3 separate regions of the Mus musculus genome follow, and all the other regions are linked to region 2. A link is a contact called in public Micro-C and capture Hi-C data. All regions are on one chromosome and are shown on one strand. Each heading gives the region's core, a stretch centred on a gene start, on an enhancer-like site or on the middle of the called end of the contact. The rest is flanking DNA. Distances are from core to core; before and after follow the strand shown. Region 1 holds the start of Tfdp1 (transcription factor Dp 1). Region 2 holds the start of Arhgef7 (Rho guanine nucleotide exchange factor (GEF7)). Region 3 holds the start of Atp11a (ATPase, class VI, type 11A).

Evidence for each region. A called contact is a pair of places that touch in the nucleus more often than the background predicts. Capture Hi-C pulls out chosen DNA fragments and counts their contacts.
Region 1: a capture Hi-C map of embryonic stem cells shows a contact between it and region 2, with 4 times the contacts expected there. The contact joins the promoter of Tfdp1 here to the promoter of Arhgef7 in region 2. A contact is called at or near these places in 1 of 39 promoter capture datasets (embryonic stem cells), 1 of 484 Hi-C or Micro-C datasets (embryonic stem cells), 2 of 115 datasets of contacts at active chromatin or transcription factors (embryonic forebrain and embryonic stem cells) and 1 of 9 other capture datasets (embryonic stem cells).
Region 3: a Micro-C map of embryonic stem cells shows a contact between it and region 2, with 6 times the contacts expected there. The contact joins the promoter of Atp11a here to the promoter of Arhgef7 in region 2. A contact is called at or near these places in 4 of 39 promoter capture datasets (cranial neural crest, embryonic stem cells, hippocampal neurons and 1 more), 2 of 484 Hi-C or Micro-C datasets (both in embryonic stem cells), 2 of 115 datasets of contacts at active chromatin or transcription factors (embryonic midbrain and embryonic stem cells) and 1 of 9 other capture datasets (embryonic stem cells).

Annotation. Positions count from the first base shown.
Region 1 is chr8:13,336,626-13,341,524 of GRCm38.p6, reverse strand. It overlaps Tfdp1 (transcription factor Dp 1), which reads right to left and starts at 2,774. Exons shown (of 12, transcript NM_001291765.1): 1 at 2,719-2,774; 2 at 1,786-1,860. The coding sequence starts at 1,797.
Region 2 is chr8:11,726,436-11,730,994 of GRCm38.p6, reverse strand. Arhgef7 (Rho guanine nucleotide exchange factor (GEF7)) reads right to left here and starts at 2,937. Exons shown (of 22, transcript NM_001372321.1): 1 at 2,579-2,937. The coding sequence starts at 2,743.
Region 3 is chr8:12,754,249-12,759,036 of GRCm38.p6, reverse strand. Atp11a (ATPase, class VI, type 11A) reads right to left here and starts at 2,021. Exons shown (of 30, transcript NM_001293667.1): 1 at 1,685-2,021. The coding sequence starts at 1,723. Gm33587 (a long non-coding RNA gene) reads left to right here and starts at 2,141. Exons shown (of 3, transcript XR_378725.3): 1 at 2,141-2,350; 2 at 4,378-4,532.

The sequences.
Region 1 (4,899 bases), core at 1,525-4,024, 1.6 Mb before region 2:
CCATCCCCATCCTGTCCACTGACAACTGCCTGCCCGGCTTCACAGCCCCGGTTCACAGTGAGCCCAACTTACCTGCTGGTCTGCCTGGGCACCAGCAGGGGCAGAAAAACCCTAAGTTATTTGTCTTCTGTCTGCCCTTCCTGCCCCTCTTCTGTGACCTCAAGCGTGACTTTTGTCTGTTCTCACCAGTGTCATGGCCTTCAGAGCCACATGTCTACAGGACCCTTTACAACCAGATTTCACTTAAGCATCAAGTGCTTAGAACACTTCAATGGTGCCTCTTTCTTTCCCTTCAGCATAAGTTACAAAGTCCCTTTCCGAACCCAAACATCACATCCTACTTAAAAACACAGTTGGCTACAGAGAAGACCCAACCCTTGACTGTCTGCAAGAAAACAGGGAGCGCCACTTCACCTCTGCCTATGTCTGTGCGCACTTGTTGGGGGACTAAGCTGCAGCATTCTGATACCCAGTCACAGCACTGGCCTAGCCACACCACAATGGCTAACCCCAAACCGGCAGCCGGACAGGAGCTCCTGACCACTTGCCTCCCCAGGGGACACTGCACACAGGAGTGTATAATGACAAACTAAGATGACTGGGCTTGAGTATGCTGACTCAGTGAAACTACACCATGCCATGTGGCCTCACAAAGGCACGGGAGCCAGCACCCCGTTTACACCCATTCACCAAATCTAGCTACTTTGTAGGCATGCGCTGGGTGGCATGTCTCTCATTAGGGCACTCGTGGGGACGGAGTCAGGACATGGATGTACATAGACAACAGATATAACGAGATCAAGCCAGTGCCATATGTAGTTGTGACTTCAGGTGACCTACACAAGGTCTCTCAGGGTGAGACATGACCCCCCCCCCCCCCCGGCCCCCAGGAGCAGGTCCGGTGCTCGATGACCAGAAGAGGGTCTGTTCCATGCGGGCCAGTCAGGACAGGACTCCGCACCTGCACCACGGTTCCGCTACACCTGGGCACAACTCTAGCTGATGCGGCATGTCTGCCTGCATTTCCAGGGCTGCACAGAAAAGGCATGAATCTAACAGTCACAGAACAGTGGACACTGAGGAACACTGGAACGGACACGATCAGTGTTGGAGGGAGTTAAAGCAATACTGCAAAAATGTATGTATGTGACCAACAATACAGACTGTATTTACAGCCTTAAAACCTAATTGTCCATACCTGTTTCCCAAAAAAACTTCAAAACGCTCGGTAGCTTCGTGATAAATATGAAGCTAAACCAACCAGCATTTCCACGGTGTTTCATTAATCACCAAATGTCATCTTTCTGAGAAAAATGTGCCCAAACAAGTAGTTGGGATTCAATCCATCAAAGCTGGATTACGGTCTTACGTACTACATAAAACTAGTACAGTGTAAGTTCCATGTTGACAGCTCTCCTGTGTGGAAACCCACTAACAAACAACACCCTCTCACACACTCATAACTGAGAGATGTATTAATTTTTTTATTTTATTTAAGCAGTTTAGATAAAGAAAAAAAAATCAAGACATCATCATCAAACCACGAAAAAAAAAACAAAAAAGAAAAAAAAAACGTGTCACGCTTCGGATGACAAAGACCATTTGTGCAGAGGGGAGACACCCACCTAACGACTCTCGCCATCATCCCTCATCTCCATCCCAGCTCCTGCCTGTAAAATGTCTTGGCCAACCCACTGCCACACACGTATGGCCACTCTCAAATAAAGGGAGAAAACTGCAACGAGCTGTGCCAACATGTCTGCAGCATGCAGCGACCATACTTACATCTTTTGCCATGTTACCAGATCCAGGAAATCAAGGCTTTAACTGCGTACCCTCCACAGAAGAAACCGTACTTATCTGGTTAAAAAAAAAAAAAAAAGAAAGAAAGAAAGAAAAGAAAAAAAGGGAGGGGATGAATAATGAATGAGAATGAGAAGAAATTTAACGCACATCGCATTTCAAAGGAAACATCTCCCCACCAGCACGAGGCAGAGGCAGGCCTCCAGGCAGCAGGGGCCTTTCTTGCACAATCCCGACAGGAGAGCTAGCCAAGCAGGTCCCACACGGGGATTTTAAGTCACCTCTCTAAATGGAAATGCTCCCTGCGGGCACCAGCAGCTCCCACCGGCAGCGGGGCCAGACCCCGGACCCTTGGCTGAGCGACGCGCAGCCGTCAGGCTCACCCCACCTGGGCACGCGGGCCCCGCCTGACCACAGGCCCCGCCGAGGCACAAGGCCCCCCACTTGGGCACACGACACTGCGTGGCTCCGCCCGGGCCGCGGCGGGCACCCCCCACCCCGGGCTGCCCAAGACCCCGAGGGGCCGCCGACCACTCTGACAGGTGGGCTCCCGGCCGCCCGCCCGCTCGCCCCACCTGTCACTAGGCCCAGCCACCAGCCCCGCGCCCTGGCGCGGACAGAGCCGGAGGGTGGCCAGGACCCCTGCCCGCCGCCCACGCCACGCCGCGTCGAGGCCGACTCCAGCTGAGGCTGGGCGGCGGGCGGGATGCGACCGGACGCGGGAACCGGGCTGGGGCGGGAACGGGGCCGCGCGCCCAGCCTGCGCCCTCCCGCCGCGACCGGCCGGTGCCCCCGCCACACCTGGCTGGCCGGCGGGGCGCGCGGGGCGGACGACGGGGGCGCGGAGGCGCCGGCCCGGAGGTCCGGCCCTGGCGGTCCCTGCCCTGAGCCAGCGGCGCCGGGACGCGGGCTCACCCTGGGCCGAGCGTCGGGCCGGCGTGACGTGCGCGCGGCGCGGTGACGTGGGCGGCGGCGGGCCCGCTGCGCGCAGCGCGCCTGCGCGCCTTTTCGCGCCTTCGGCGCCCTCCTCCTCCTCCTCCTCCTCCCGCCGCTCATCTCCCGCGCCTCTCGCCGGTGCTACCCGCCCTGGGAGAGGGGCGGGGCCTGCGCGCGCGTGCGCGTGCGGCGGGACCCGGCTGGAGACCGCCGACGCCGAACAGCGCTGCGCGCGTCTCCATGTGCGCTCGGAGAGAGGCCACGTGTGTGCGCGCCTCTGTGTGTGTGTGTGTGTGTGTGTGTGTGTGTGTGTGTGTGTGTGTGTATGTGTGTGTGTGTGTACACCAAGGGCCAACTGTATGCATATCTGTGTGCATGCGCAGGGAGTAGAGGGCCACGTGTTTGGCTCTGTGTGTGCGCGTGTACCACGCGCGCCAACGGTGAAAAGAATGTGGTGTGTGCCATACCTGCATGCACACGTAGGGAAAGGATCATGTGTGTGCACACCTGTGGATATGCAGAGTCTGACTGTATACACGTGTGTGTACATGGAGTATCAGTCGTGTGTGCACGCCTGAACATATATACAGAAGAGAACCCTCTGTGCAAACATATGGAAACCTATGTTAATGTCTGCGCACTGAAAAAAAGCAGGCGTGTGTGTACACATGAGAAAAAAGAGGTCAGTTCTGAGAGTGCTTTAAAGTACCTGCATGTGCACACAGGGAGAAGAATCTTGTTCATTTACACAGAACAAAGTAAAGACTGTTCGGATGCATACTGAACAATACAGAGACAAGATCCCCCACCTCTGCTCAACTACTGACCTCCACAGCCACATGCCCTGAGCCTGGGCTGTCAGTGATTCAGGGCAGGAAACAGCCTGTTAATCAGGTGTGTATGCATTTGCGCCTTTCACTTCAGAAACCTTCTGCTTCATCCCAAGAGGGGTCTGGTAGACCCTGAGCCTTGAAGACTCAGTCCATCTTAGAGGCCACTTCTTTAAGACTAAAGCTGGAGAGCCTGGGAGGAGAATAGGCTGGGGCTCACAAATCAGTCCAAATGGTTCAGATAAAATGACACAACGTTTCCCAAGAATATGGGACTGAAGAGCAGGGCAAAGTTAAGTACTATCAGAAAACTGTTAATGTGAGTGACCGGATTTTATTCTGGAGGAAAGGTCAATTTGACTCCCAAACTGACAGATCTTTCTCCGTTACCTGGCTGCCTCAGTCCCATGACTCAGCCCAACAGCCCTTCTTTAGCATCTGGCCGAACTGTCCGCCAGCAGCTGTCCTGTTTGAACACTGCTCAGCGGCTTTGAGGAAGCAGCCCTGCAACCACAGCTGCTTATTGCTGAAGCAGAAGAGGCGATACCCAGGCATGAGTGTGTCAATAGCTTGCACCAGAAATACCCAAGGCATGAGTGTGTCAATAGCTTGCACCAGAAATACCCAAGGCATGAGTGTGTCAATAGCTTGCACCAGAAATACCCAAGGCATGAGTGTGTCAATAGCTTGCACTAGACTCTTTGCCATCACAAGCTCTGGTAAGCTCTAGTAGCAGTTTTCACCCAGAATTTGGGGTTGGGGGATGAGGGGTTCAGGGGGAGGGGGAGGGAAGCATCTCTACTGGCCAAGCAGAAAGACTGTGACTGGTGCAAACATCCTTCCCACACCCCATTTCTGACTATATAAACAAGCTATTTGACTCACCTTTTCAGTGAGTTGGGAGAATCTTTTGTCCAATAGAAACTTCTCTCAAGTGATGTTACACAATTTTTTTATTATTATTTCTACAAGCTAGACTGGTAGCATGAAGAAATAAAGGACAGAACGTCAGCGGAGTGGTGGCAGCGGCAAGGGGGACTCTGAAGAGTGAACAGGGCACGCACAGCAGCACACAGAGGCGATGGGACGACAGGCAGAAGAAATAGGAAGCCATTCAGAGAAGATAAAGCACGCACCAGGACTGAAGAAGGCTATGAAGAGGCACAGAAGAGTACATGGGTACCAGTCACTGGAAGAGTTCCAGGGAGGTGGCAAGTCTTGTCGGGTCAAGGTCTTACTCTAGGATTGAAAGCTAAAGCTACAGTCACGTAAGTTCCCAGCACCCCGTACCCACACAGAGCCACAGCACCGGCTGGGATTACAGTAGCTG
Region 2 (4,559 bases), core at 1,688-4,187:
CCTCTAAAATTCCTGCATCTAGGGTGTGCCTCCTTTGGACAAAATAACCTAGAAGTGTCTGAAGCAGGAGTTTACTAAGGATGGTGCTGCCAAGGCTCAGGGACCCGATGGCTAAGACAGGTTTGGGATCAGAAAAGGGAGGGAACAGGATGGGACCAGCTCAGGCCTGACTCTTCAGAGAACAATCAAAGGGCAAAAGTTTGATCCCCAGAGCTGGGGAAACTTGCCAATCCCAGCCTCCCTCTTTCCTGCAACCAAGAGCCGTGGCAGGCAGCAGGCAGCAGTTAGCAGAACCCCTTACCACCAGTCTGTAGCTCACTCCTCTCGCCTCCAAAGAGAAGTAAACACAGAGGCTTCAGGAAAGGGACCCTAACCCACCATTTTCTTTGCCTGAGCTGGAGCTCAAGGAATGTCCCGTCCCCGCTAGCCAACCCAGTTGTGAAACACAACAGGACGTGCTCTTAATAAAAGACACATGGGAAGCCTTCCTTCGGCACTCATTCCCAGGCCTGGACTCCATTTTAAACTCATGAACTTGAGAAAGGGAAGTCCTACGCTGCTCACAACCCTCCAGTGTCAGCATGCCCACGTAGCAATGGGTCCAGCTAAGACCCTTCACGTGCCGCACATAAGTTCAGCTCTGTTTCCAGGCATTTCCTTTTTAAGGAGAGAGGGTCTCCCTCTGGCATTCCAGCACGGAAGCAAAAGCTGCCCCACACATGTGCTTCAAGACAAATGTGATTCCATGCAGGCATTCATTGCCAAGTGCGGATGACTTCATGGCAGATGCAAACTCGTGGAATCCAGAATTTCAGACAGTGGCTGATGGTTTACTCCCCACAAATACCCCTCACTCAAGAGCCAGGGACTATCTGTACAGGGTCATCAGCCTTCAAAAAGAGAGTTAAAACAACACCGACCCAAGAGATTTCCACTCGACTGTAGTTTCAGAATGTTTGAGACCAATCTAGCTGCCAGAGGCTAGCCCTTTTTATTCATCTCTCTCTGTGTTGTGTCAGAGATGAAAGAGGCGCTGCAACTTCCTCACGGGATCTTTCTAGAATTTAAAATAGAATATGAATTTTTGAAGTTTGCCTGACCACATCAACGCTGCAAACATGTCACGTGACGTGTTCATGGATGGGAACATGTCCATTGACATAGCACAGGAATCTTTTTACAGCTTTGCCTCAGAAACAGAACAGGGTTATCTTTAAGAACCTTAGCATGTGTCTCACTCAGACGTCTGTCTTTTATTATCACCAATGGCCAGGGGACAGCCGGGTTTTCTCAGTGTCTGGCAAGTCACACCCTGCTCTCTTCAGTCGTTGCATCTTAAAATTGTAACTTTATTGATCTGCCCCACTTATAAACAGTGTTTCCCACATCAGTTAGTCCTTCTAAGATGCATGTCGTTTTCAATACAATGTTCAAGAAAACACCTAAAACCTGTGGTACGCATGTGGAACTCATGGTAAATGTTTTCTGACACTGCAGCATGCCAATTTATGAATACAATTAGAATTTCTGCTTTTTCAGGTCACTTAATATGCATTAACAGAGTGTCCTGCCTAGGGCCTGTCTGTGTGTATGTGCATGTGTGTGTGTGTGTGTGTGTGTGTGTGTGTGTACTCCATTAAGAAGTGTTACTTCTTCCTAATTATGGGACACTTCCATTTCTGTACTTAACACCTTTTAAATTACTAAGGATCTTAAGTTTTCTTGTAAACTGTGTATTGGCATAATCTTGAACACAGGACTTTATTATTTTTTGACCTATAAAACATGGTTGTTCTTAGAAGTGCTCCCAACCCCTGACCCGGCCCGCTCTGTGAGCTTACAAACGAAAACAAACTTTGGTCACCCAGAGCGGTGGTCAAGGTTCACACTGCAGAGCCAGGGAGCCAGCAGCCAGCAGCAGCAGGCAGACAGCTCCAAATCTAGCAGGCAGTGAGGATAAAAATTCTGACCCATCCCCAAAGAAATCGGGCTTCAGCACCCTGTGTGCGCTGTTCTGCAGGCTTGGCTGAGTGAAGAATCCCTTGATGGGGAAGGCAGTAAGTCATTTCACAGCTCGGCCCTCCCTTGGCTTTTGATGCATCCTTTAAACATGCCCAGCCACCGGTCCATTCAACGCAAGAGTCAGACTGCAAAGGCAGCGACGAAACCGTTCAAACAAAGCCATCGCAGAAAGCTGCGCGGCACAGAGACGAGGTTTTCCGATCGGTGTCGGCGAGGGGCGAAGCCGACCTCCCAACTTCACGTTAGGGTGGAGCAGAACCCCACCGCCGCCGGCACAGCCAACTCTCCTTCTCGTGACCCCGAGCCGGCCCCGAGCGTCACCGCGGCCCCCTCCGCTGTCTGTGCTCTCAGGGCGGGTCCCCTTCCCGGCGCCCCGCACACAATGGCGCCCCGAACTCCCGCCGCCGGTCCCCGCGCCTTGCGCGCCGCCGGGTCCGCGCACAAAGGAGGGCGCGCGGGCCCCGAGCCGGCGCGCGCCAGGTGCTCCCGCGCGCCCCGCCGCCCGCCGCCCGCCCGGGCCGGGGACCCACCCGAAGACCGTGCCATGGCCACTTACTTTCTCGATGGTCCCGGGCAGCAGGCGCTCCAGCAGCCGGCATAGGACCACCCCGTCCTTGAGCGACGCCTGCAAGAAGACCTCAGGGTCCGAGATGGTTTTCTTGGGCGACTCCAGCACGCCCAGGGTGATGAGCCACGTAACGGTCTGCTCGGCAGAATTCATCGCTGCGGCGGCTCGGGCTGCGCGCACAGAGGGGGCGCCGCGCGCGATCACCTCGGAGCGGCCCGGGCCGCGGCCACCCGCGCCCCCGCCGCCTCCGCGCCCATGGGCGGCCGCGCGCCGGCGATTGGCCCGGCCGGCCCAGCAGGTCCCGCTCCGCTCCGCGGGCTCGCGCGCGCCCTGGCCCGCTGTCAAGTGCCTTTTCATTAGCGGCGCAGGAACCTGCGGGCGCCCGGCACCGCCCCCGCCGCCGCCCCCCGGCCGCGGCCGCCGTCGCCCGATGACATCACCGGAGAAGAAAGACGCGGCGGCCGCCCGCGCGCACCCCGCGCCAGCCCCGGCGCACGACAGCTGGCGCGCCCCCCGCTCACCTGCGCCGCCCGCGCGCCCCGGGGCTGCGCGCCTTTGTGGGTAGGGCGGCGCGCGATTAGTAAGCGCTTCCCAGAATGCTCTCTTGAGCTAGCCCGCCGACTGCGGGGCGCGGGCGTCTCTTCGCCACCTCGCCAGCCGGCGGGGATGGCACGCACATGCTCGTTAGATCTGTGACCAGATGGGTCTCACTCGGGCAGGAACGAGCGTCGGGAACGCGGGCGCGATGCTAAGCGGCTGGCTGCAAGGCCACTGGAGGCGGGGGGCGGGAGCGGAGATGGGGGGCGGCGGGCGCGGACGACCTTAGTAGCCAGAAGCCTTGCATGACTCCTTGTGAAATTGACGGTGACGTGTCCAGCGATCAAGAGCACATCGCAACCTCGGGTGGGTGTCCGCTGGAAAGCGTGCTGTCCACGCTTAGGCCCAGAACTTGGGCGTCCTCTTCCAGCGCAAAGGATGTGTGACAGGAGCCTTGGGGGAAGGGGGGAGTAGGTGAGGGCTCACCGTCAATCGACACATATTTCCACTTACTCCCGCCACTGGTCCTATGCTTTCCCTGCTGGCTGGCACTCCTCGACAGTTTAAAATAAAGCTTGCAGTGTCCCAGGAGACCTTTCCCCTGGGCCAGGCACGCACGTTCATCCAGTAACTGCTCAAGGCTAGAAGCCATGCGATGCTGTCAATTAAAAACAAAAAACAAAAACAAAACAAAAAAATGATCACAGGTTCGACTCTCTTCTCTGCATTCTCCAGGTGCTTCCATCACCACCATCGATTGCGTTTAATAGCATCTTCTGGCTAAATGACTACATTTCTGTTCCAGACACAAACAAAGCATTAAAATAGTGTGAAGTTTGTTGAGGGCCAGCTTCTCTGTGGTGGCAGCTGCCTTCAGAGCAGCGCTAGCCAGCCCTAACCAACCACTGCTGCAATTACGGTGTCTTTACCACCGACAGACCCAAGCCTCACTTTTTGTCCATTTTCCTGGTTACATATGAGAGGTACCCTGCCCTAGGAGCCCCACATCAGCCAGTTTCCCATCTTGCTTCCCTGTGGAGGTCCAGAGAGTGGCAATGCAAAACTGATCACCGACGCCCGAGTCTATCGACCAAAGCTGCTCAACCCGGAAGAAGCTTTCCCTAGTGCTGAATTGAAAAATTTACTCGTTACTATTTTTAAATCCTGTTAGACTAGGTCTGGCCTTATCACGCAGTACACAAAGATAGCTACATATATTGACTGTCAAGTGGCCCTAAGGAAGCCAGGCAGAGGCCGACTTAATAGACAGAGGAAGTTGGGAACCAACGGTCAGACTGGACCATTGACTACACCCGTTCATTCTGGAAAAAAAGCCCCTGAGCTGCTAAATGATAACCTTACAGATCACCTTCTTTTAACCCCAGTACACGCTAATTTCGAATCATTATTTGGAGGAGATCCTAGAAAGTAG
Region 3 (4,788 bases), core at 772-3,271, 1.0 Mb before region 2:
TCCTCACTTTACATATCTAAGAGGAAGTGTCACTGGCTCTATATGTGCTCCTTAAAATGCCTAAGATGCATGATATGACTTAGACTATATCTGGAACATCGGCTACTACAAGAGCGCATGAGCTGTTCACACAGCTATGTGACCAACGTGTAGCATGGGGCGGACTGGCCTCAAAGACAGAGTTCTCTCTTTCATTTACCTGCCTGTATTCGCTGCCGAGAACTGACCCAGGACAAAATACCTATGACAGTGTTCTTGTCCAAGGGCTGATGACTCCTTCTTTAGCAACCTATGGCCTTAGAGGGAGCTGTGGTGCTTTTATTGCTCTCAGGAATTCTGACTGTGTGAAAGGCAGCAGGCTACAGAGGAGAGGCTCATTTCTGTAGAATGAGTCGAATAAACCAGGAGATAAGAATATCCAATCTCTTTTTCTCTTCTTATAAAAGAAAATATAATTTAACCTCACATCTTGGAAGATAAATACATAATAAGAAAACAAGCCATAACTGTTTCGGGGAAAAGTCAAATTAATTTCATGGCTTAGACTCGAGTTTAAGGCCTGTGGCAGAGCAGTCAAAAATGAGATGAGCAGAAGGAATAACATTCCATAACTTACATTCCAGATGCATTATCAAATAATTAAGAGTGGCAAAGTTCGTTAAGGAATATCTGCAGCCTAGATTTGAGAGAAAATACCACTTCGAAAGTAGAATAGCACAGCAAAAAGAAACTAACTTGAAATTTTACCTAGATAAGGAAATATAAAATAGCTGAAGGCTTGCCTAAGGGCACTGTGGAAGTAAAAGACAGCACCAGGGACGGAAAATTCGTCCTGTGGCCCTGGGAAGCTGGCAGGTGACTGTCTACAGGGACCAAGAAGACCACCCCTCCTCCTTTCGCTTCCCACGGGGGTGGGGTGGGGTGGGGTGGGGTGGGGAGGGCTGCAGTTTCCTAGTCTCATTCTTTGCTTACTGGAAGGCCAAAATTGGATGGAAATTAACCAGAAAAGCAAGAAGAAAAACCCGGGTAAATTCCCCTTCAGAAAAACCCACATCCAAGGACAAGTGTCACTCAGAGAAGCTAGAGAGAGCCGGCTCTGGTCCCCTCCGTACCCAGCCCGCACTGGGCAAGGCACGCGCTCCTCAAACCTGTGACCACCCCGCGCCAGCTGCCGTACAATAGGTCCTTGTGTCCAGCTTAGGGAAGACAAGCTGTCCCGGGGCAGATTCTCTCTTTTCTGTACACACACCCACTTTGCTCCATCCCGGCTGATGGATGCCACCTACCTCCCTGGTCTCCCCTGGTGAGGCACTCCGTCACTAACCGCGCAGCAGCATCCAAGGGAGCCGGGAACTACGCACTCGGACCTGGCTGACTACTTTCAGAGATGGCAAACTTCACTTCTGACTCCCCTGTGGAGGCTCCCCGCTTCCCCGCAGCCCCGTACATATGTCCCAGCCGGTCCCGGTCCCCGCGTCGGCCCGCCCCGCTGGGGCTGAGCGCAACCCCCATAAGGATGGATGTCCCTCGACCCCGGGATCGACCCGGCTGCAACTGCCTTCCGGGTGGGCCTGGCCGAGCGCAGGTGGAGCGCGGCGGGGACCCGACGGCGGGACGTTCCGGGCCTGAACCCTGACCCAGACCCGGACCCCGGACCCCGGACCCATCACAGAGAGCCACTCACGTATCTGCGCACGAGCGTCCTCAATAGACTGCAGTCCATGGTTATCGCTCCCGGCTCCGCGAGCCCCTGGGCTGCGGGCGCTAGCGCAGCCGCCCCCCGCCCGGTCACGGCCTGGGCGGCGCGGGGGGCGGCCGCGGCCCCTCCGCGCTCATGCCCCGCCGGCGGCGGCCAAGGGTCTCGGCCCGCGCGCAGGCGGCTCGGAGGAGGCGGCCTGCGCCCGGCGCTACTCCCGTCGGGCCGACGCGGCCTGCGCTCGATGCTCCGCGCCTGCTCCTCCCGCGGCCGCCGCGCCTCTGGAGCCGGCTCTGCCCCGCTGCGCCCCGCGCGTCACGGGCGCGTGTGAGCATGCGCGCGCCGCAGCCCCCGCCCCGGCCCCGCGCGCGCCGCGACTCCCTAGCGCGTCGCCGCCGCCCTGTTGCTTCCGCCTCCCTGCGGGACTGGGGGAGGGGGGGCGGGGGGGGCTGTCATCGCCCCCGCGTGGCTCGTCGGGTGCTGATCCACCCCTTCTCCACCCCCGCCCCGTTCACTCCTCTTCTAAAACGGAAGCCTGGCTGTGAGCCCAGGACTCCATGGCGAGTGCCATGGGCCTGGGTCCCTAGGCCTGCGGGGGGGGGGGGGGGGTCACACCTCCTGCCGTGGCGTGGACAGAAGACACAGGATCCTCAGGTGGCTACAGGGAGCGAACATTACCACCCCTTTTGGGACTGACTCCCTTGGAGACCAAACCAAACACGTCCTGATCCAGCTCTCATGACTCACTACTCTCTACCTCTACCTACTCCTGGGGCCCAGTCTCTGTCCTGCCTTCCAGAAACCAGGCCTCAGGGAAGACCCTCCACAGTCCTGGGTTTTACCTTGTGGTCCAGCCCCCTGTCAAATGCTTCCTGCTTCTACCTTACAACTGTATCACCATGGCTAGCACCCAGGGAAGGTGGTTCTTTGCTGCCTAGGTGTGAAGTGGCACATGGCTGAACAACCTTCCTTACCTCCAGCCCAGCCGTAATCTAGCTAATGTTTACTGGTTCCACATCCCTTGCTTTTGCTTCTGATAACGGTAGAACCAGAGACGAGGGATCTGCAGTGGCCGATCAGGAGCACCAGACCTGAGGATTAGGAATGTATTTGAGAGCGTTCTGACAGGGTGTGGAGGAGATCTGACTTTGCTATGGTTTGGATTAGACACTGGTGGCAATGGTGCCAGTGACTAAACTGATCTCCTGAGCCACCACCGCCTTCTACCCTGTTTTCTACCTAAGTTCTACACCAGTGCTCACCACGGAGCACCAGCTACAGACACCCAGCCAGCCTCAGGGCAAAGGGTTTTCTCTCCGGGCTTCCTGGACTTGCTGTGAGCCTGGTGGAGTTGGCAGTCAGCGCTCATTGGTACTCCTAGCTGTGGTGTGGACTCTTGAGGACAGCAGGCCTCTATGTCTAGGGACTAGCTGCTGGCCTCAGTGGGCCTGACTGGGCTGTTCATGTGTCTCTGATGCTCTATCTCTTTCCTACCATGACTGCTGGGCCAAATTGTAGGCTATTGGCCAATTACAATTGCAGTGGGTATTCCTGGCACAGATGTGCCTCAGGATAAAGCCTTCCTATCTATCCTTAGAGAATGTTCTACTTGGAGGAATGTTTCATTTCCTTCCTTCCTTTCTTTTTTCTTGTTTGGATTTTTGAGACCGAATCTTCATTCTAGGCTGGTCTCAAACTCTATACAAACATCCTGCCTCAGCCTCTGAAGTGTTGGAACACAGGAGTGAGCCCTGGTGTCTAGCTTATTCTTCATACAGAGCAAAGCACTTCCCTGGTGGTGCAACAGGAGTGAGTGACTTCATCCTCTGAGCCTTCACCCTTTGTGGGGCTCAGGACTCTCTGGCTCCCTCCAGCTGACACCATTCATTCTAGCAAGTGGCTGACTTGCTAATTAACACATAGAGGAACATGCTGGAGGCTGTTTAGGAAGGTTTCCTTGCTTTTAAGAAATCGAGAGTTTATTGTATATGGGATGGATCCCCCAGACATGTTGTGGATGCCAACAAGAGCCTGCTGACAGGAGCCTGATATAGCTGTCTCCTGAGAGGCTCTGCCAGTGCCTGACAAATACAGAAGTGGATGCTCACAGCCATCCATTGGACGGAGCACAGGGTCCCCAATGAAGGAGCTAGAGAAAGGACCCAAGGAGCTGAAGGGGTTTGCAGCCCCATAGGAGGAACAGCAATATGAACTAACCAGTAACCCCAGCGCTCCCTGGGACTAAACCACCAATCAAAGAAAACGCATGGTGTGGGACTCATGGCTCCAGCTGCCTATGTAAGCAGAGGATGGCCTAGTCAGTCATCAATGGGAGGAGAGGCCCTTGGTCTTGTGAAGGTTCTAAGCCCCAGTGTAGAGGAAGGCCAGGGCCAGGAAGTAGGAGTGGGCAGGTTAGTGAGCAGGGGAAGGGGGCAGGGGATAGGGGGTTTTCGGAGGGGAAACCAGGAAAGGGGATAACATTTAAAATGTAAATAAAGAAAATATCTAATAAGAAAAGAAAAGAAAAGAAAAGAAAAGAAAAGAAAAGAAAAGAAAAGAAAAGAAAAGGAGGATTCAAAGCAAACAAAAAACAAAAACAAAAAACCAACAAAAAAGAAAGCATGTGTTTCTCTTTTAAGAATGGATGCTGTTGTCTGGAGGTGCTGCTTACTGCTTTGCAGTCTCTTTTCAGACACCAGAGGACCAGAGGAGGTAGCCAGAGGAACGCATTCTTGCTGGGGACAGAAGCATGACCAAAGTGAGAGGAGCCTAGGATGTCATAGACCCATTAACCCAGGCTAACCAGAAACTTGGTAAAGAGTGAATGTAATACCAGGTGAGTTGGGTTTTCCATTACCAACAGATGTTAGCACTTTAACTTTAAACCCGTGAAAAAGAAGTTAAGACTCTGTTAAAATACCAGAAACTCTAACTCATTCTGTGAGCCTGTTAGTCAGTGCTGTGTAACAAGCAATTGAAGCAGTAGGGAGCCGGCGCTGGCCAGCTCTCCCAGACTTGGCAGGTTGTTCTGCCCTCCCTGGTGTTGGCTGGAAATCTGTAAGCTACTATATTCTTTTGGAGGCTCTGCCAAG